Regions from separate parts of the Mus musculus genome. Here regions 1, 2, 3, 4 and 6 are each linked to region 5. The links are chromatin contacts, called in public promoter capture Hi-C maps. All regions are on one chromosome and are shown on one strand. The core of a region is the stretch at or near the end of the contact, and the rest is flanking DNA. Distances in the headings are between cores, read along the strand shown.

Evidence for each region. Promoter capture Hi-C pulls out the DNA fragments that hold promoters and counts their contacts.
Region 1: a promoter capture Hi-C map of erythroid cells shows a contact between it and region 5, with 31 times the contacts expected there. The contact joins the promoter of Aifm1 here to the promoter of Mbnl3 in region 5. A contact is called at or near these places in 2 of 39 promoter capture datasets (embryonic stem cells and erythroid cells) and 1 of 9 other capture datasets (pancreatic islet).
Region 2: a contact with region 5 is called in a promoter capture Hi-C map of erythroid cells, with 37 times the contacts expected there. The contact joins the promoter of Utp14a here to the promoter of Mbnl3 in region 5.
Region 3: a promoter capture Hi-C map of pre-B cells shows a contact between it and region 5. The contact joins the promoter of Mospd1 here to the promoter of Mbnl3 in region 5. A contact is called at or near these places in 2 of 39 promoter capture datasets (erythroid cells and pre-B cells).
Region 4: a contact with region 5 is called in a promoter capture Hi-C map of erythroid cells, with 29 times the contacts expected there. The contact joins the promoter of Rbmx2 here to the promoter of Mbnl3 in region 5. A contact is called at or near these places in 2 of 39 promoter capture datasets (erythroid cells and pre-B cells).
Region 6: a contact with region 5 is called in a promoter capture Hi-C map of erythroid cells, with 65 times the contacts expected there. The contact joins the promoter of Fam122b here to the promoter of Mbnl3 in region 5.

The regions. Positions count from the first base shown.
Region 1 is chrX:48,511,544-48,514,991 of GRCm38.p6, forward strand. It overlaps Aifm1 (apoptosis-inducing factor, mitochondrion-associated 1), which reads right to left and starts at 2,020. Exons shown (of 16, transcript NM_012019.3): 1 at 1,693-2,020. The coding sequence starts at 1,795. It also overlaps a transcript of Rab33a not described here.
Region 2 is chrX:48,255,403-48,258,602 of GRCm38.p6, forward strand. Utp14a (UTP14A small subunit processome component) reads left to right here and starts at 1,532. Exons shown (of 15, transcript NM_028276.1): 1 at 1,532-1,566; 2 at 2,938-3,013. The coding sequence starts at 1,541. Gm39511 (a long non-coding RNA gene) reads right to left here and starts at 1,390. Exons shown (of 3, transcript XR_882302.1): 1 at 1,334-1,390.
Region 3 is chrX:53,369,078-53,372,403 of GRCm38.p6, forward strand. It overlaps Mospd1 (motile sperm domain containing 1), which reads right to left and starts at 1,482. Exons shown (of 6, transcript NM_001290514.1): 1 at 1,345-1,482.
Region 4 is chrX:48,692,808-48,696,353 of GRCm38.p6, forward strand. Rbmx2 (RNA binding motif protein, X-linked 2) reads left to right here and starts at 2,197. Exons shown (of 6, transcript NM_173376.3): 1 at 2,197-2,313; 2 at 2,513-2,628. The coding sequence starts at 2,309.
Region 5 is chrX:51,204,015-51,207,651 of GRCm38.p6, forward strand. Mbnl3 (muscleblind like splicing factor 3) reads right to left here and starts at 1,976. Exons shown (of 8, transcript NM_134163.5): 1 at 1,760-1,976.
Region 6 is chrX:53,268,004-53,271,188 of GRCm38.p6, forward strand. Fam122b (family with sequence similarity 122, member B) reads right to left here and starts at 1,802. Exons shown (of 9, transcript NM_001166365.2): 1 at 873-1,802. The coding sequence starts at 970.

The sequences.
Region 1 (3,448 bases), core at 770-3,269, 2.7 Mb before region 5:
TTCAACCGCAGCCATGCAGTGGGGAAAAGGCATTTCAGTCCTGTATTTTTCCACAGATCTAATGTTATAATCAAATGAATATTTAATTGATGAGAACATTTGGTTAGCCACCAGAATTCTGGTAAAAAGCTATGTATTTAGCAAAATAAGTGCACAATATTAGAAAGGGTAGTATCTTTGGGTTGTCTAAATTTTTAAATATTTCTCCACAATTTACATAGAGCACCAGTGCTTCCAAGTACAGAACTCACACAAATTAGAATTATATTCACTGGGTTTTTAGGAAAACTAGAGGTGGCTTTTTTTCTAAAACAGAAATTCTTAAGTTCCAAGAGGTAACTGGGATAACATTGACTTTTTTGAGATGGGCAACTATATAGCCGTGACTGACTTAGAGATTCCTATGTACACTAGGATGGCCTTGAATTCTCTGAGATCTGCTGCCTCTGCCTCCAGAGTCCTAGGATTAAAGTCATATGTCACCATACCCAGCAGATAACACCCATTAAGAATTTTTTCTTGACATGTACGAAGTGGACAAACTATCCAAACACATTTGCAAAGGTCCTAACAATCAAAAAGTATTTCCACTTCTTATTCCTAAACTACAGAAAAGGCATCTGAACTTCAAAAAAGACTCCAGGGTAACATTTGATATTATAAATGTAATTACACTAGGATGATGATTTTTTAAAATGTTGATTTAAAAATACACCTTGGAGATTGTGGAGGGGGGGCATTCATTCCCACAAATCTGTATAGGTAGAAAAGATGATGACTCAAACCATGCTCAGATAAACCCATGGATATCAGAAGCACAATGGGCTAATTAGTGGAAAGAGAAGCGAATTCATTCTTAACTGTTTCAGGTCAAACTTTAGGAAGTAGGATTGGCGTGTAGCAATAGGATCAGGGGCCTAGAGACTAGCAGAGTAGCTTTAGCTCTACCTACTAATTATGTGACCTTCTGCAAGTAATTTCACCTCTTTGTTCCTCAATTTATTATCCATAAAATGAATGGGTTGGTGTTGACCACAAAATTCCTTCCAGCTCTAAAGTTTGATGAGACAACTTCCCAGAGAACAAATAGAGGGGGATCGAAAAACGTTCATTGAAGCGTGTAAGCCCACCACCAGGAATTCAACTATCTGGCCATCTCAAGGCAATCTGAGCTAATTCTCTTGATATCTGACATACAGTTTCTACTGGTGATACACCATTGCCACGTCGTAGGACAATCAAATGTACAGCTCTCACGTGGAGTTTTGGGAGGTAAAGCAGATAATCTGAGTTCCAGGAGAAACTTGTGACTGTGTCCCAACCACTAAATGACAACATCCATCTGACCTCAATGCTTTAAAAAAGGCAAGGTGGCAGAGGATGGGCAATATGGTCTGTTATAGCCAAGCGTTCTGTTATCCCCAAATCGCAAAGCCTCCCAGAAGAAGGCCTCATGCTGATTTCTGGGGTTCAAATCTCTTGAAGGTCAGGCCGGCATAAGTATGCCTATTCCTCAGCTTGGAAACTCTTGGGTTTATATCCCGCCAATTTGGAGATTCTTGAGACTGTGAAAGAAAGTTCTTTTTTTTTGAAGGACAGGGGAGCTCTGCGAGGGATGGGGAGCCCATGGCACCTAGGCCATTGGACTTTGAAGTAGGATAAGGGGTTGCCTGGGACAGGTCAGCTAGTCACCTGGAAGCCGGTTCCTCTGTTTCGGCCTCTGGACGTACACCGTCCGCACCAAGGGCACCAGTTTCTGCTTGAAAGCACCCGCCAGGCCTCCACACCGGAACATTTCGGCGATCACTCCTCGGAAGCTCCCGCTCCTTCCTTTTCCTTCCACGCACCGTCGAACGGGTCGAATACCACGGGCTCGGGTCCGCTCCCCCTCCCGTCACACGCACACTACGCAGGCTCCTCCTCCCAGCCCCGAGTGGACATTGGATAGAGGAACCGGCCCACTAGAGCCAGGGGGAAAGGCACTGAGGCTGGAGACCCACTGCGCAGGCGTAAGACTCAGCACCGCACTGCAATTGGTCCCACAGCGAGGAGGTCGGCGCATGCGTCCGGCGGCACGCGCGCTGCAAAGCCCCGGGCCCCGCCTCCGCATTTGCAAGTTTCCCAGAGTTAGCGGCCCTGTAGTAGGTTGAGCCGCTTAAGAAACCTGGACAAGGGACACTCCTGCCCGGAGGCAGCGGGTGGGGCAGCCGCTGTGTAGGTAATGGGGACTGCTAGCAAAACGGTCACCAAAACTGACCTGAGAACTTTACTTTCTGGTTTGTTTTTTGTTTTTTGTTTTTTTTTTTTTGTGCGTTTTAGGCAACTAGCTAGCCGGCATTTAAGCCTTTCTGAATCTCTTTCTGTGATCCAATTCTAGTCTTTCCCCCAGTCTTAGTCATTACACCCGACTTCCTGAATCCTGAATAAATTCCATCCATGTTTTAAAACTAACTGGCCATTTCTTGAGCAGCCCGGTTTGTTCGTTTGTTTGTTTTTGGTTTCTTTTTTTTTTTTCGGAGGTGGGGGGGAGGCGGGATGGAGTGGGACGTGTACTTCACGTGTTATATCTCCGTTATCACTGTCATATGTATCAAGTGTTGTGGATAGTCTCGCGCTATTATGGCTTTCGTGCTTGAGAAGAGAAAGCTGACAAAAAAGTTTGTGCCTGACAAATTTTCTGTGAAAGAAATTCTAAGCAGGACTTAGAAAGTTGTGGGAGATACAGAGTGAGAACTGAGAGAAAGTAGATATTTTGCTCTCCTGTGGGAGTTTTGAATTGCAGATTAAGTATTTATGGAAACTGTGTGTAGTGGCCTAACACCTGAACTCCCAGACACAGAGGCAGAGACAGAGACAGACGGACAGCAAGGAAATTTGAGGCCAGCCTTGTTCATATCAAGCCTGCCAAGGCTTCCTGGTGAAGATGCCCTGTCCCTTATTATGGAACAGTACTATATAGAGGCTTCTGTGGATATAAAAACATGGAAAGTGATCACTGTAATGGGATCTATTGTCATTTAGATGATACCTATCACAGAGCCACTGCAAGGAAGGAGTTTGGGACAGAGTCACTAGTGGAAGAGAAAGAATAGTATTTCAGAGGGTAAATGCATTGAGGCCAAAAGTAATATTTTTAGGGTTTAAACATATTGACCTCCATAAACATATTTCTCCTCCATAAGGACCTAGGTTTAATCCTGCCTCTGCTACTTGGACAAGTCACCCAGTTGGCTTCAACTGACCTGGAGACAGTTGGACTTAAGGATGAAAAGCTATAAGCCGGGCATGGTGACAATACCTTTAGTCCCAGCACTCGGGAGGCAGAGGCAGGTGGAATTCTGAGTTCGAGGCCAGCCTAGTCTACAAAGTGAGTTCCAGGACAGCCAGGGCTACACAGAGAAACCCTCTCGAAAAACAAACCAAAACAAACAAACAAACAAACAAGGAT
Region 2 (3,200 bases), core at 282-2,781, 2.9 Mb before region 5:
AGAAAATGGAAGAAGATGGTCATAGAGCTACCATCATAGAGGATACCAGGAGAGAGCAGTCAGGGAACTCTGGGCTAGAGTTTTAGCAACATTTAAAATTGACTGGGAGGGGAGCAGTGAGCAGGATGTAAAGTAAAAATAAATAATTTTTAAAAAATTGTCCTTAAGCCCACTGGAAAATTGTGTCTATGAAACCATAGAAAATATCTGCTTTGTTCAACAATGTATCAATAACTCCTAAAAACCTGGCACATAGTCAATGATTAAAAAAATTTTACTGAATGAATAATGAAAAACAAAAACAACTATCAAATCCCATATTCAATTCTGGGACCACAAAGACTAGAAAGTATTATTTTATTTAAGAATTTTAGAGCATTGCCGATTACCATAAGAAATTTCAGTGCAACCGTTGGAGAAAACAAAATGGAAATGACCTAAAAGAAATGGCAATAATGTTTTTATGCAAGAAGTCTCAGGCTGGTCAAAAGCATTTGACACCCTCCCCCCAACCCTGACAACCTAAATTTAATCCCCTGCAGCCAGATGGTGAAAGGAATTCCTACAGGTTGTCCTGATTTCCGCGTGTGCAATGGCATGCGTACACACGCGCGCGCACACACACACGCGCACGCACACGCAAATGCACTCACACACATAGATAGGTTTATTATTTACAAATTATGCCAGACGTGGTACCACAAAAGCATGTAATCTCAGCAGGTCGGGTGCTAAAGCAAGAGGATCACCAATTTAAGGCTAGCCTGTCTCAAACAAGAAAAAAAAAAAAAAAAAAAAAAAAGCAAGAGTTGAGAAACTGCAGCCTCATGCCTGTGCTGCAAGCAGTTTACTAGTGAGCTATGGACCGGATAAAATAAGATTGTGTGTGCGTGCATGTGTGTATGGGTCCTACTATGTTGCACCGGATGGAGCAAGAAGAGATCTTTCTGCCTCATAACACATTCTCGAGTGACATTTTCTTGTATAGGAAAAGGGGACAATGAGCTGTAATCACAGGTACACCGGCTCAAAAAGAATTTCTCTTCAGATGGATAGAAACTTGCTACGTTCCCGTCCCCTTGATCTGGCAGGAGTCCAACACAGTCTGGGGCTGGCCAGTCCAGAGCTGTGCGACAGAGTCCAACGGGGCCTGGCCCTGGAGGCTTTGTTTTGGTTTGATTGGTTTTGGTTTTAGCTCCGTCCCTGACAGCGCAGCACCCTCGCCCTCACCACACTAATCTCGGACCGCAAGAAAACCGAATGCCAGGGAACCAATACCGCCAACCTAAATAAAAACCTCTCAGAAGAATGGGGACCGGCAAGTCCCACCCACCGGCAGTGCGGACCAACTGGCAGGCAGCCGGCTTTTCCATCGACCAATCCTGGAGCGCCTACAATACTTTGCAAGCCTCCCCCTGGGCGGAAATGACGCGCGTTGTCGCGCGTGATTAGCGGAAGCAAAATTTGCTTTGCGGCAGGCAAGGAGCTTGCTCTCTCTTTGGTTTCCGTTCCTGACCCATGTGAGTTACCGGCGACAGCGATGAACTCTATCAAAGCTACGAAGGGGTAAGACGTAAAAGGGAAAGGAGATTCCCGGGTATTTTTGAGGGCTGAATTTCCTGTATTTAGGGAAGTGGAAGCCGAACTGCTGTTTGTTAGAGATTCGCCTCCCCAAACCCTGCCAGTAGTTAATGTATCGGCTAGGAATCCTAAAGTCCCTTAATTTAAATTGGCTTTGCTCCTCAGTTTCTCGGCTCTTAAGTTGCATCGCTGTTAGGTCTGATGGTCGTCCGACTCTTGGCAAAGTTACTATTGATTTCCCTTTATTTGTCACGTGCGCATTTTCTGCCTCTGCCACGCGCAACATGCGCCGTCTGTGAGAGTGCCAAGTTGTGCCAGACCTAACAGGTATTTCATGTTACCCCTCAACGTTAGAAAAATCTAAATGTAGTCGCTTTGGTAATGTTTGCTTAGTAAATACCGAGATCCACTGTTAAGTAATAGTAGGTTTTTCCTAAATTCTAATCACCTTAAACACCCATTTATACAGTTGGTTTCAACCATTACCCTACGTCCTCAGTTATGCGAACAAATTATCAAGATTACATTTTTAATAAGTTGCACTTAATCAAGGCACCTGACCGGTGGGAGATCCATAGAAGCATTAATAGAATGTTTTCGAATGTTTAAAAGGTTTCCCAGTTGGTGGCGGCACACGCCTTTAATCTCAGCACTTGGGAGGTAAAAGCAAGCCAATCTCCAAGTGTGAGGTCAGGCTGGTCTACAAAGCGAGTTCCAGGACAGCTAAGGTTACACCGAACAACTCTTGTCTCAAAAAATAAAATAAAATACACGTTTAAATAGTTAATAGGAAACTGCCTTTGCCTCAAAAGACAGCAGTAGCGTCAGTGGGAAATTGAAGCATAGTAAGTAACAGAAGTGCAGGGTCAGCCACTAACCAGTGTTGTCTTTCCCATGCCGATATTGTCATCTTGGAAGTGATGCCTGACCCCCTTCTAAAAACACTTTAACTAATTACCTTCTGTTTTGTTTTTTTGCACCTCTTCTCAGATAAGAATACTCAGAACTGAGCAAACAGATATTTGTTTAGATCAATAGTTCTCCACCTTCCTAGTGCTGCTCAACCCTTTACTACAGTTCCTCATGTTCTGGGGTTCATGACCACCTCCCAAAACATAAACCATAAAATTACTTTCCTTGCTTCTTCATAACTGCACTTTTGCTACTGTTATGAATTGTAACATGAATAATGTCTGAAATGCGGGATATCTGACACATGACCCATGGGAATGGACCTTTTGCCCCCCCCACACACACACACACCCCTGTGGGTTTTGACCCACAGGTTGAGAACTGCTGGTTTAAAAGAAGAGTTATTTCATGTGCTAATGTTTCTGTGTTGCCTTTTTAAAACAGCCTTCTGGCTTTGAGCCAGCAGGATGATCTAATGGATTTGACAAGCAACTACCCCTTGAGTGCCAGTGAAGATGAGGTAGGTGACAGCTGTTGAACGGATTCAAAATTAGGGTGAACAAAACACTCCTGGAGAGGAAAGGGGAATAAAAATGTGTGCGTGTAAAGAAGGTTACTAAAACTCTAACATATGCTATCTTTTTTTTTTTTTTTTTTTTCTGGTTTTCAAGGCAGGGTTATACAGCTCTGGCTATCCTGGAACTTGA
Region 3 (3,326 bases), core at 232-2,731, 2.2 Mb after region 5:
TTTGAGAATACGGACTGAAAAATTTTAAAGACACATTTGGCCATGTTTCCTGTTCTCCAAACTTACCACCGATCTATACCAAATATATGAAATATACGTGTAATTGAAAAGCTGGCTGTCTACTCCTTACTCAATTTCCTGACTGTAGTATTTTATACACAAAGAGCTTTCCTAATACTTACAGGAAGTGTGGACAAGATTTTCGTCACTAAGAATGTATTAAATCCCATGTGTGCCTTTCCCGAAAAGAGTAGACTTTCTCCTGTCTGGAATTCACATTAAAAACAAAAAGTGTTCCAATAGAACAGGACTGCCTTTTAGGCAAAATTTAGGAACTTGAACTTTTTTTCAGGGTTACTTTCTCTTAAAATGTCCTTAAAGGACAAAATACTAGGACCCTTTGCACTTCTTACTTGCCCTGTGGCTTTCCCAAGTGAACTTTCCTTCCATTCTACTAGCACAGCAATGCTACTTCAGTGAGAGAAAGACAAATGTCAGTTACTTTCCCCAGAGGGAAACAGCAGAAGATTAAGGGCTGAGGTCTAGGGAGGGGCTAAAACCTTCCTGCCTAAGACCAGCCCCACCTGCTTGGGGCCCAGCCTTTACAGCCCTATCTCCACACTACCCGGCTCCATGTGAAACTGGTCATGTGAGCCTGTTTACAGCTGAGCAGCTGGTGCAACCATCAGGATCTGTGCAGAGGTCCAGGGAGGGGTAAGGATACAGGCCACTTACCTCCTTTCTCCCCTATGTAATTCCAAGAAGATACTTGCTTCGACCACCAACCACCCTCCCTCCCAGTCTCTCTACTTTCCTTCATGCCCCTTCAGGCAAAGCCATCCTGGGACGCCTGGCTCCGGTCGCCCCCCGCCCCGTTTCCGTCCAGTTGCTCGCGGGGGGGAACGGCTGAACTGCAGGAAGGGCGAGGACAGGGTCATCCCAAACTAGGTAGTCGACTGACTTCCCTCCCACAGCCCTCCAGGCAATGTCCGCCAAAGAGTTGTCCCTAGAGCTGCATCCCCAAGGCAACTGAACTCTTGTCGGGCAGGCAGCGGGAGGTTTCGGAGGCTGCCTTCGTCTAGGCAGGGGTAGCTACACAACTCTGCTGGCCCTGGAGACCCTGCAGAAGGGCCACCAACAGTCCAAGAACGGTGGACCCGCTGCCCGGTCCCCGCCACCCACCTTAGCCCGGCACTGAACAGCCCTGCTGTCAGTCACAGAGCCAAGCTCTGGCTACGGGTACTGGCATTGTCTACACCGGAGGGGGAGGTCTCAGCCATGTAAGTTCCATGTCTTCCCCGCAAGTCAGAGAAAGTGGGTGACGGGACATTGAGGGACTCTCACCTCAGCAACACTGGCTCCTCGGAAAGCAGCTGCGACTGCTCCCTGCTCCTTTGTCAGAGTCTCCAGACTGCACTGCCTGCTGGGATATGGGAGGACTCGACTGCCACCTCTCCCCGCCCAGGAGGATGAGTCGCAACTGGGGGGTGGGTGAGAAGAGGAAGGAAAGGCGGGCCCGGGGCGGGGTCTAGCCGGGGGCGGGGCTTCTGTGTTGCCACCTGGCTTCTGGGGTTTCTTCCTTCTCTATGCTTCAAACTACTTCCTTTGTCCTCTGGCCGCCCCTCCTTTTCCTCCGCCCCCCTCACCCGCCCCCAGAGGATTAGAGGCTTTCTCTGAGTGCAATCTCTTTGCACTCATTTGGTGGTGACCTTTGACGTCTGCCTCATTCACTCCTCTCCCCAACTCAGAATGCATTCCATACAATGAATACCCAAGGCTTGTGACTCTTCCTCTGAGACTCTGTATTAAGCACTAGCTCTCTTTCTCCACTCTATCATCGGCGCAAAGCAGACTGTTCAGGATTTGTTCATGCTGCTACAGTAGCTTCCTATTTGGATTCATTCTTTCTACTGTTACTTTGTCTAAACTATTGCCCAGACAGCAATCCAGTTGGCTCAGTCTAAGGTATAGGTGACCCTGCTGTTCTACTTAAAGCTTTTCAAGCCTGGCATGGTAGAACAAGACTATAATCCCAGTATTCAAAGGCTGAGGCAGGAGGATCCTGAGTTAAGACAAATTTGAGTTACAAAATAACAATTGACTTTTAAAGGGGAAATCTCTATTCTCAGGTCTGTACTCTATTCTTAGAGTCTTTCAGGCAGGTATGCTGCTACAGGGCTTTAATCCTAGCACTTAGAAGGGGAAGCAGTAGATCTTTGAGACTGAGGCCAGCCTGCTTATATATGAGACCCCATCTCAACACCAAGCAAACAACAAATGAGAGAGAAAAGACTTTTCGGCTAGGAACAATGGACAACTGTTAAGTCAAGCACCAAAGGGGCAAAGTCCCAAAGACCCCAAGGACTTCATATCTCAGCAGCCTGGCCTACCTAGCAAGACCCAGTGTGCTGGACACAAGACAGCCAGGATAGAGAAACCCTGTCTCAAAAAAGAAAAGTAAATGAAATGGAAAACACTTCAAAATTCAAACTTAATTATGTTCAAAAAGGAACAATACGGTCCAAGGGTACCCTCTGCACAAGTATAAGACCCAAAACCTTCCTCATTACTCTTAATCAATGGGTCTATAACAGTAGATATCACTTGGGCCCTAGGCTCTGAGACCTTTACTCACAGACTTTGTGCAATGCTCTTATCTGTCTTTTGAACACCTATCTTTCAGGATCCAGGGGAAATGTCACTTTCCCAACTAACCTTTCAGAATCTTCCATAAGAACGACATGTCTTATTTGTTTGTCTGAAACGTGGCCTGACTATAGCGCTAGCTGGTCTGACACACGTTATGGAGGCCAAGATGGTTCTAACTTGCAGTGATCCTCCTATCATGCTGGGATTACAGGCATGTACCACTAAATCCACCAGACGCTTTCATAAAAACTGTTGACCCCTATTCTACTAGCAAAGAACACTGCTAATTCTGTTTTGCAATTCTTCCTGATATAGGTAACCATGTCCTATTCCCTCAGAAGAGGCCATTGCTTCCAGCATCGTGCCCCTTCTACAATACATTCGTATATGTACTGGCTAGTTTTGTGTCAACTTGACACAGCTGGAGTTATCACAGAGGAAGGAGCTTCAGTTGAGGAAATGCCTCCATGACATACAACTGTAAAGCATTTTCTCAATTAGTGATCAAGGGGGAAATGTGGAAATCAAGAGCAGTGGTAACTTCCTGGGATCTATGAAGATGATCCTAATGAAGACTCAAAGTAATGGGGAATGATAACTATGAAATAGTCATCTCTTGTAGACAGACAAGCTAGTAAGGAACATCCCTCCATGGCCTCTGCATCAGCTCCTGCTTC
Region 4 (3,546 bases), core at 947-3,446, 2.5 Mb before region 5:
AATACTCCTCATATTCTCCACATAACTGATCCTTCCATTTTCTGGCCTAACTTTCTCTCATGCTCCAGCTTCCGTCTGAAATACAGATGACTGAGCCCCAGGTGGAGCCCCAACTCTCTTATTTCACAATTACCAGAAGACACTAGCAAGACAGTACTACCTGCAAGCTTATCGCTTTGCAAGTGGCTACTTTAGCCCTACCAACAAAGCCGATGGAGATTTCTAGGAATGGATAAAACCCCATATGCAATCTGTCACTGTTTAGTTTTCACTGGCAAGATTATTTGATGAAGTTAATGAATAGCAGGGTTGGAGGGGAGGAGAGGGGGCAGCTGCATTAGAGCAAGGAAGTCAAAAGCAGTCCCCAGTTCACAGACAGAAGAGGAGAAACTTTCCTTGCTGGGCAGCTTTTGCTTCTTGCCGGAAACTGGTTGTAGCTTGAGCCACTTGATGGGACACTTAACATCATCAAAATGCTATTATGGATGGCCTAATATCTGGTGCTCTGAATAAGGCTCTCCTAGACTACTCATCACTCATCTCTGGACCTTCACTTTTAGAACATTATGGTTCATGACCAGATGCTGATAGAGACATATGCAGGATGAATGAAATCTTCTATATGGGGTAATATCACACATTATGTGTCATCATGTTTTCTCTTTGTTAGGTAGCTAGACAGACATTAGTAAGTTTGGAGGATGGGCCCCTCCATTAGAATAATCTTTCCTTTCTTTAAGGTTTAGAATGCCATATGTAAAGGTGGAGGTATCAGAGCCTTGTTAAAGCTCATTAAGAGAAAGTTACTTCCTCTTGTTAAAAGAATGGATTCTGAGTTCTACCTCTGGCCCTAATGATGGAGACGTAATATTCTGATCAGCCTCAAAAGAGAATATTACATGTTGTCTCTTACCTTAAGAGTTCCATACTGCCTCTAACCACAACATTTGGGAGGCAGAGACAGGTGGATCTCTGTGAATTTCAGGCCAGCCCGCTCTACAAAGTGAATGCCAGGAGAGTCACAAGCTCTATAGTGAGACCACGTCTCAGGGGGAAAAAGAGAGTTCCATGCTTCTGAATTGGTAGAATAAATATTGTGAAAATGGGTATACTTCCAAAATTAATTTGCAGATTTCATGCAACACCTTTCAAAATTCTGATGTATTTCACAGGTTTAGAAAAATAACACAAGAATTGATATGGAACTACAAAAGACAATAGGTAGAAAAGAAATCCCAAGGAATAAGAACAATGCTGATAGCATTATAGGACCTGACCTCAAATTTTACTATAGACCTATAGTCATAAGGACAGCCTGGTATTGCTATAAAAGTAGACATTAATATCAATGAAATAGAATAAGAGAATCCAGAATAAAATGCCAAAGCTATTCCTATTTAATTTTTGACAAAGGAAGCAAAAACATATATTGGGAAAAAAATAACCTACTTAAGAAATATGCTGGAAAAACTGAATTTCTATCTGAAGAAGACAGAAATTATGTGAGTGCAAGTGCCCACAGAGGCCAGAGGAGGATCTTCTGAAGTTGGAGTTGTGAGCCACCTGTTTTGGGTGCAGGTTCTCTGGAAAAAAATCAGCAAATGGTCTTAACCACTGAGCCACCTCTCTAGACCTTCAAGCTAATTTTTTTGAAGCTCAGTTTTTTTCCTCTGTAAAATGGGGATGGTAACTGTATTTCATGGGGTTGTTGGGCGGTCAGCCTGGTCTACAGAGCGAGTTCCAAGACAGCTAAGGCTACACAAGGAAACAAACAAGAGATTGAATGAAAAATGCAAATGGCAGAAAGTGAGCCGCCCCCTGGGAGGCAGAGGTTTAGGGTAGGGGCAGGGTGAGGAGTGCTGGGAGGAGCCAATGGTGTGAGCCTTAGCCTGGGGTTTGAGATCTAACAGAGATAACGTGCATAAATTGTCTCTCATTCACAACCTTTAAGTTCTCTAACTCTTTAGTTGATAGGTACTAGTTTGACAATGCTAATTTTTGCCTGCTTGTTTATACGTGGGCATTTAATTCCGACTGGCAGAGGAACACAGGGTCCCCCCATCGCTCTCCATCAAAAAGGGGGCGGGGACTGACTTGGGAACTGTCCCTCCACAGGAGCGAATGCCTGAGAAAGCACCTTCACCTTACTGCGCAGGCGCCAGGGCTTAGCGGGCCGGAACTTCCGGCGGAAGTTCCGCCTCGCGGGCCCCGTGCTCCAATCTGAGCTGGGTGTTCGGGTCGCGGGAGCGCTTTGGAGCCTCACCCGGAAGCTGTTGTCGTCTGAAGCGAGCCGCGCGAAGATGCGAATATGAAGTAAGGATTCTGTTTCTCTGCGGATAGGGGCGGGAGTGTTCTCCGCGGAAGGGAGAGTGGCTTGAGGATGGCCGCCCAGAAAGGGCGGGGACCGGTCCTCGCCCTCCGGGCCTCCGGGCGGGAGAAGCTCGGTAGGGAGAGGGCGGGCTGGGAGGAAAAGTACTTATCGCACTTACCGGCTTGCCTGCCACCCGCGCAGCCCTCTGACTAAGGTGAAGCTGATCAATGAACTGAATGAGCGAGAGGTTCAACTTGGAGTGGCGGAAAAGGTGTCTTGGCACTCGGAATACAAGCACAGCGCCTGGATCTTTGTTGGTGAGGTCCCCATTTTTCTCCAGCAGTGCCTTTCAGAGTCCGCCCCGTCCCTTCCCCTCCCCTCCCCATCCCTCTCCATCCCTCTCCCCTCCCCTCCCCTCCTCATCCCTCTCCTCTCCTCTCTCCACCCCTTCCCCTCTCCTCCCTATGCCCCCTCCCCCGGTTATTTAGTGCCCCTGGTCATCGCTTCTGAACAAGCTCATCACCTCACACTCTGGAAGCTCCTCTGCTCACAGGTCCACTTTTCAGTTGCCTTCAGCGCTTCTTAGAATTGGTATTTGCCTTTCATTCTATTCAAAACCTTGCTACTTGGCTGCTCAGAGACAGTTCATTCCACAGTCAACCTATCACGATGTCAAAGAAACGGAGGCGCAGACAGGTTACTGGACTTGCTTAAGGTCACATGCTGCAGCACTTCAAAACTGTGGGGCTTGTGCTCTTCGTCACGGTCACATACCGATCGTGTGTGTGTCTGCCCTTCCTCACAATGATTTTTCTCCTCTCCTGGGCTTCTGCTCCTAGTCCTTAGCTGTACCGTGATGTACCTGGTCAGACATTAGCTGGATTTGAAGACATTAAGGCTTGATTCAAAATTAGCTTTACTCCGGCTGAACATTTGAAAGGCCACCTGAAAATGTGACAGGATCAGGGAAAGCTACTTCTGATGAAAAGAATAGAGTCTGGAGTACACCCCTGGCCCTGGGTAGATACCAGGACATTTTCAGGAAACCTACATGTTACATACTAGTGTGCCCCTTCCTTCAGACATAATCCAACAGAGCTTTAAGTCATCTGGCCAGTAGACACCTGTCAGGAAAGCTCAGTCACCGCCAGACACGCTAGGGACACGGGAGGGAAATGATCCCCAGTGCAGGTGGTGCTGATGTCCGCCCTAAGTCTACCTGCTGCTCTGAGGCC
Region 5 (3,637 bases), core at 726-3,225:
TAGACGAAAAGAACTCCCTAAAACCATTGGAACAAAATATTCACATCTATGTGTGTGTTGTGTGTGCTTACTTATCAATAAACAGTGTCACATAATCTACGTGTGCCGAAACCAACAGCACAACTAATGGCCTACGGTTAAACTTCAGTAGAACCCGTGTTTTAATGTCATTTTCTTATCACAGAAGCTTTTTTTTCCTAGTGCTAAAAACTACAGCTGCCTTTACAATCCTTCCCTATAATGTAGAGCCATCATGCCATTCAGCTCCAGGTGGTAAAAGCAAGCTGCCCAAATGTATTCACACAGGGAGGGAAGAGATGCAATGCAGTTCTGCGGCCCTGCTAAGGCATCCCATGGAAATGGGAAAGTTAGTTAGAGAAAGCGTTTGCTAATGACAAGCCATGCAGGAAGTTCCTTTATGTTAAAAAAAAAAAAAGGAAAGGTGGGGGTGAGAGGAAGGAAAGAGTAAACGAGGAAAATCAAAGGAAAAAAGAAAAGAAAACAAACAGGGAAAAAAATAAACCCACGCAACAAGTTGCAGTCAGTGTTAAATTGCCTTGTTTGCGCGGGAGTAGAAAAAAAGTTTTAAAAGCAGCGCATTTCATCGGTGTCCTAGCAAGGCAGCCAGTTTCCTAAACCCAAACTCATCCGCAGCCTTACCTTCCGTCGCTAGCTCAAACCCAGAGGCTAAGGGGCCCCTGTTCTCAGTGGCAGCAGTAGGGGCAGAGGCAGCAACAGCCGCACATGCCATCTGTTAGCGGGAGAAGCAAAAAAAAAAAAAAAAAAAAAAAGCAGCGCTGCGCTGCGCTAGGTGGCCCCGGTGCCGGGCGAGCCTTTAGCAGGGGTGTATAGTGGATGCCGCCATTTTAAAGCGAGGTTCCTGAAATCCTTAGATATAGGCAAATTAAAGCTCGCCCCACCTCCAGAACTTCAGGGCTGGGACGTGCTACCGGGCCCCGAGTCAGCGGCAGCGGGGTGTACGGTGTCAAGTCCAGCAACACGCGCTGCGAACTCCGGGGACCAAGACCACGAGCCCAGAGGTGCCATCCACCTCCGCCCCCACCCCACCCCCGTCCCCAGGCCCCCACGCTTTTGCCTCAGGCCTAAGGAGACCCTAGTTTGTGGGGTGCCCTCGGTAATGGGGGAGTCCCCCCAACTCGGCCGGCTTGCTAGGGGAGGGGCCCGGGAGCACGCCCTCCCCACCCCCCGCGGTCGCCACCGCTTGGTTCAGTCCACTCGGAGCACACCTCCGAGCGCCCCAGCTCCCCAAGCCGCCGCGGCGCGCGCGGGCGGGCGGGCCGGCGAGCGGGCAAGCGGGAGGGCCGGCCGGGGCAGGCACGGGGCTCCTGCCGCCGAGGCTCGTGGTTGCTGTGGCAACCGGCCCTCATCCCACCCCCACCTCATCTCCCCCAAACTGGGGCCCCTAGTTAAAGGCGTGCCCTAAGTTCTCCCCGGCACCCCTCCACCGTGCACCCCCACAACACACACACAAAAGTCCCGCATCCCTCCCCCCCGCGCTCCCCCGGGCTGACCCCGCTGGCTCTCACTTTAGCGCTCGGCCATTCGGGAGAGACAATTCGGATTTTAGGCGCCCGCAAGGCAACTCACGCCAAACTCCTGGAGTCGCCGGCAATCGCCGCCCTCAGCCGCCCCGGACCGGCCCCGCCCCGCCTGGCCAGGTAGCGCCACTCACCCCGCCTAGCCGTCGCCCCTCGCCGCCACTGCCACGGCCACCGCCCCCGCCACCGTCCAGCCTCACCTCTCCGAGTGAGCGACTCCAGCGGCGTCTCGCTGCGAGGACGCCACGCGCAGGAACTCCCCCGTGCGGCGCTCGCTGCCCCGATTCCCGCGCCCCGGCCCGGGACCGTCTTCCGCCTCCTTGCGGCTCGCTCGCAAAGAGCGCCAAAAAGTCGCGCTCCTGCTCGCGCTCCGACTGGGGGCACTTTCTTCCTGTAGGACGCACTTGCGTCGTGAAATCTCGTCTTTGTGAGAGTCGTACCTTCGCGCTTGCTTTTCCCGAGACTGCTGGCGTGGGCTTTATTCTCAGGGGGTGTGGCGCCTCCCCCCACCCCACCCCCAAGCCCCCAGCTTGCACAAGCCCTCGCCGAGAGTGGCTTTTGTCATTGCGTTATTAAGTATGTGTGTGGGAGGGGGGATGGGGGCAAATCATAACGTTCAGGATGTTCAGAAGCAAAGCCGGCGGGAAGCATGCACACGCCACCCGGGTCGGGAGCGCGAGCCGGCTCTAAAGTTTCTAGAGCTTCAGTGACTACAGTGCCAACTAGACAGGCAATTGTAATGCGAAGCTATAGGTTTCTAGACACTCCCGAGACAGGTGAGGTGTACTAGAAAAATTCCAAAATGACTTTGATCAATACGTATTTCAACTCGTGGAGGGTGAAATACTTACCGTTTGCCTTCCGGGGTCTCCTCCCTTCCATAAAACGCCAGATCTTTTATTTCGCTCCAAAAACTTGAGAGAAGAGAACTGTTGATCAGAGGAAATGCTTCCCCTACTGCAAGGGAGTTTACCGGGTAGGAGGAGCCCTGAGGTAGGGTTCCAGATACTTCTGAATGGAAAATGGACAAAGCAAAGGCGGTTTTATACTTGGGTTTTAAAGTGTGCATCTGGACATCTAAATTACAAGTTTCAATTTAATGCGAGCGTAATAAGAGCACCAGCTGTCTCTTAATTGGAGCCCCACAATAATAAATGCGTGCTTTTATTTAATTTTATGAGGACAATTGTAGATGATAACACACACACATGCAGGATCGTCAACGAGGATCTCGTAGCAATTCATGGCTGCTTTCCTGCATGCAATCAACTGCTTCAGTCTAGAACTCAGCTCTATAAGCTCCGCACAAAGTGCAGAAGCATTGCAGGGCATATTTAAGTGGCAGTTAGGTTGTGGAGTGAAGTGAATTCTCGGGCTAATTATACTTTTTAATTCTGCCCAACTGATCCAAATAGAATTCAGCTCATTTTAGGCAAGAAATCAATCTCTGTGTGTTAAATGCAAAATAATCAGAGTACGACAGCAATGGTTAGAAGACTGGGCACAAACTGCCCCTCACATCATTAAAATCTGCAATGGCATTTGGCAAGAACTGGGAAAGTCACCAGGACAATGTACAGGGATCATGTCAAACACTTGAGAGTTATGGCCAGGATCCTAACAAGTCAAAATAAGGACTTCCTGGTTACCTCATGAACTCCTAACTACTTCTCCCACGCCTTCTTTCATACTTGCCAAAGTCCCTGCACTACTGTAAAAAAAAAAAAGTCAAACTTGTCTGGCATATAGGAAGTGGTTTTGCCAGTCCACGAGCCACCACCAAACTAAAGAGGTGTTGGTTACTTCGAGAGACTGGAAGACAGGCAAGGCAGTATAACTTTATGCCCAGTGACCCAACAAATGAGGAGCTGTCATGTCAGTGACTCAACAAAAGGAGTCTTTATACTAAACTTGGGCAACACGGGTCCCTCACCTCTGTCCACCACTGCAATCCAAGACTCCTGCGGGACCCACAGGTTTTCCTAATAACCACCCACACAGACAGGCCCACTTTCACTGTTGTGGAGTTGCTAGAACAATTATTTCCTTAGGAATGTGCGGTACACTTCAAGGAATGT
Region 6 (3,185 bases), core at 552-3,051, 2.1 Mb after region 5:
AAGCATTATCAAGTCTTCAACTGTGCTTGAAGAAAGGTTTGGGGCTAATATTACTCCCATCCTCTGCTCTGTCCTGAATTAATGCCCTCTCTGTGGGGTCTCGAAATTGACCTCAGAAGAATTGTCTACTTACAAAAGTGGAATACAATAGTTCATTTAGGCGAGCCAACCAGCCTTCACCATCACAAGCTTCCACCTGAAACTCCCTGCTGTCTTGTTCATACAAAAACACAATATCTTGTCACTAAAATTAAAGGAGTGATTTTCCCCATTATTTTCTCAAACCTGTGTTTGACTGACTTAAGCTAGAAACCTTCTCTCTCTCTCCTTTTTTTTCCATTATAACGCATTTCAGGCAGCTTCAAAAACTATAAACACTGTAACAAATCCAAATCACTTAACAGGATACGACCACACCATGGAATCCCAAGTTATTAGATAAACTGTGATTTCTTAAAGCAAACCTCTGTTAATGCCAGGGTTCCTAAACTCAGCTTAGAAACAGCACCTCTTAGAGACAGGCGTCAAGTTACAAGCCTAATTCAGGGGATTCAGCCTGATTTGCCCTGATGGAAATAAGCCAGGGCAAGCAACCTGTCAGCTGAGCCAGGTTTCTACTACGTACATTCTCTTTTAGAACTGCACAGCAAGGCCCCCCCAGGTACAGGGAGGGTCCCTTTCTCAGACATGGCCAGAGTGTGAGGTCAAACTTTCCCTCCATCTAGGAAACCAAGTCACTATTAAGAAAATAAGACCTCAACCCCTCAGTTTGGAGTCTAGATGAACTCGAACTGGCACTTTCGGGAAGGAAGACTTCTTGCCCAGGGACAAACCTCTGATCCCCACACTCCGTCCTCCCCAGTCCAGCTCACCTGAGCACATGGATCAGGGGAGCACTGTTGGACCGTCTCAGGGTGGCCCCCTCAGATGTGTCAGCCTCAAAATCCAGATCCATTTTCTCCTGAGCCATTCGGATACTTGCTAGGCAACACAGCCGGCAGTGCTCTCGGCTCCTGGTGCTTTGCTATGGACTCACTGCAGGACTGAGCTGCTGGGGACTGGCAGCTGGGGGCGGGGGCTAATGGGCGGAGGCTTGGGAGCGAGGGCGGAGAAAAGTAGGAGAGGAGGATGCAGATGAGGAAGGATGTGGAGGGCGGGCGGAGGAGGATATAGAGCTGGTGTTGGGAGGGTGACAGGATGAAAAAGGGGATGGAGGAAAGACAAAGGTGGGAGAAAGAAAAAGAGGCACAGGGGTTGATAAAGGATAGATGGAAATGCAGGGCATAGCACTAATGAAAGAGCATAGAAGTGGGAAAGGAGGAAAAAGGTCAGGGTGAAGGGGCACAGGGATGGGAAAAGAGGAGGAGGGAGAATGTGGAAGCACAGGAGAAGAAAGGGGAGGAAACTAGGCAGTGGCAGAACTCAAGCTGTCATTTTTCCCGCCTAGGACCGCAAGCGCGGCTCGGCTACATTTACAGAGGCTGCCTTTGCAGCGCTAGCAATGAGGACTTGACAGCTGGCCAGGCGGCCTCGGCTGCCCCACCTCCACATGCTCAGGGTCTCTGTCCAGTCCGCCATGCTCTGGGCCCCGGTCCCCGGGGCCCCTCAGCGCAGGGATGGCGCTTTTCACTCCCTGGTCCCTGCCCGCCTGCACGACTCAGAAAAGGGATCGGCCCTCTGCACCACCGCGGCGCTGCTTCTATCTCTTATTGGCTCTAATGACCCGCGGGACCCTCTGGAGCTCAAATTGATTTCTATAACCTGCCGCCTCTTTTGCCTCCCACGCTTCAGAAATGGGAGCCTCCGAGGGGCCAGCTCTTCCGCATCTTGTCGCCCATTGGGCACTGCGCATGCGCCTTACGGCTGCTCCAATGATCCTGGGGCCAAGGCGCAGGCGTAATAGCCTCTCTCCGCAACCCGCCTTCAAAGGGGCGGGGCGTTTCCAGGGGGGCCCAAAATCTTCCTGCGTGGCATTGGTCCGGGAACCCTGGCGCCGTATTTCGAAAAGAGCCAATAGTTTGGAGACTGAAGCCTCAGTTTTTAGTAGTTTGGACTAATATTCAAGTGAAAGCGATTTTCACGTTATTTCACTACAAATTTGTATTCTGACCTTTGTGATCCACAGGCACTTTAAATATTTTTTTATGTGAAAGTCTTTGTGTGGGAATATGCGCGTGCGTGCATGCGTGCATTCCCATGGAGGTCAGAGAGGTCATTGGATCTCCTGGAGCGGCAGTTGAAGGCCGTTGTGAACTGCTCAACATGGGTTCTGGGATTAGAACTCGAGTCTCCTGTAGCAGCAGCAAGCACCGTTAACCTCTGAGCCATCATCTCTTCAGCCCCCCCCCCCCTTTACTAAATTCCTCAGCTCCATTAGACAAAAATAAAAGATTTGTTTTCTTTCCAAGGCTTATGGAGATTCTAGCAATCATAATATGATGCATGTGACAGCTGAAATTAATTTTAAAAACATTCATGGCACTTACTACATGCAAGGAAGTATTATAACAACTGAAAAAATATTAAATCATCTCATCTTAACCACACAAATATCTCTTCCTAGATACTTTTCAATCACCCAAAATTACAAAGTATGGGAAATATAATAGTTACGAAATTGGTTTGAAAATTAGCAAAACAGGGCTAGAGAGATGGCTAGAGAATGTTTGAGAGCTCTTGTTGCTCTTCCAGAAGACCTGAGCTGAGTTCTCAGCATCCATCTCAAGCAGTGCTTAAGCGCCTATAAGTGGTTAAGAGCATTTGCTGCTCTTGTAAAAAACAGGAGTTCAGTTTCAACCATCCACGTCTGGTGGCTCACAACCACACTGAATTTCAGCTCAAATGGGTCCAATGTTCTATTTTAGCGTGCGTGCACACACACACACACACACACACACACACACACACTACTTTTTTTTTCTATCTAGCAAAAATAATTTTCTCTTCAATTTGGTTGCTCCATAATAAAGTTAACCTATACAATTGTCATTTTACACCTCAACATTTATGCTTTCTGATTATAAAATGTGAATTTGTGTATTTATTTGTTTGTTTTGTGTATATGGATGGTATGGCCCACATCTGAAGCTAAATAAACAACTGGAGGAAGCCAATCTACTTCACCATGTAGGTCCCAAGGGTTAAACTCAAGTTGTCAGGCTTGTCAGGAAACTCCCTTATCCTCA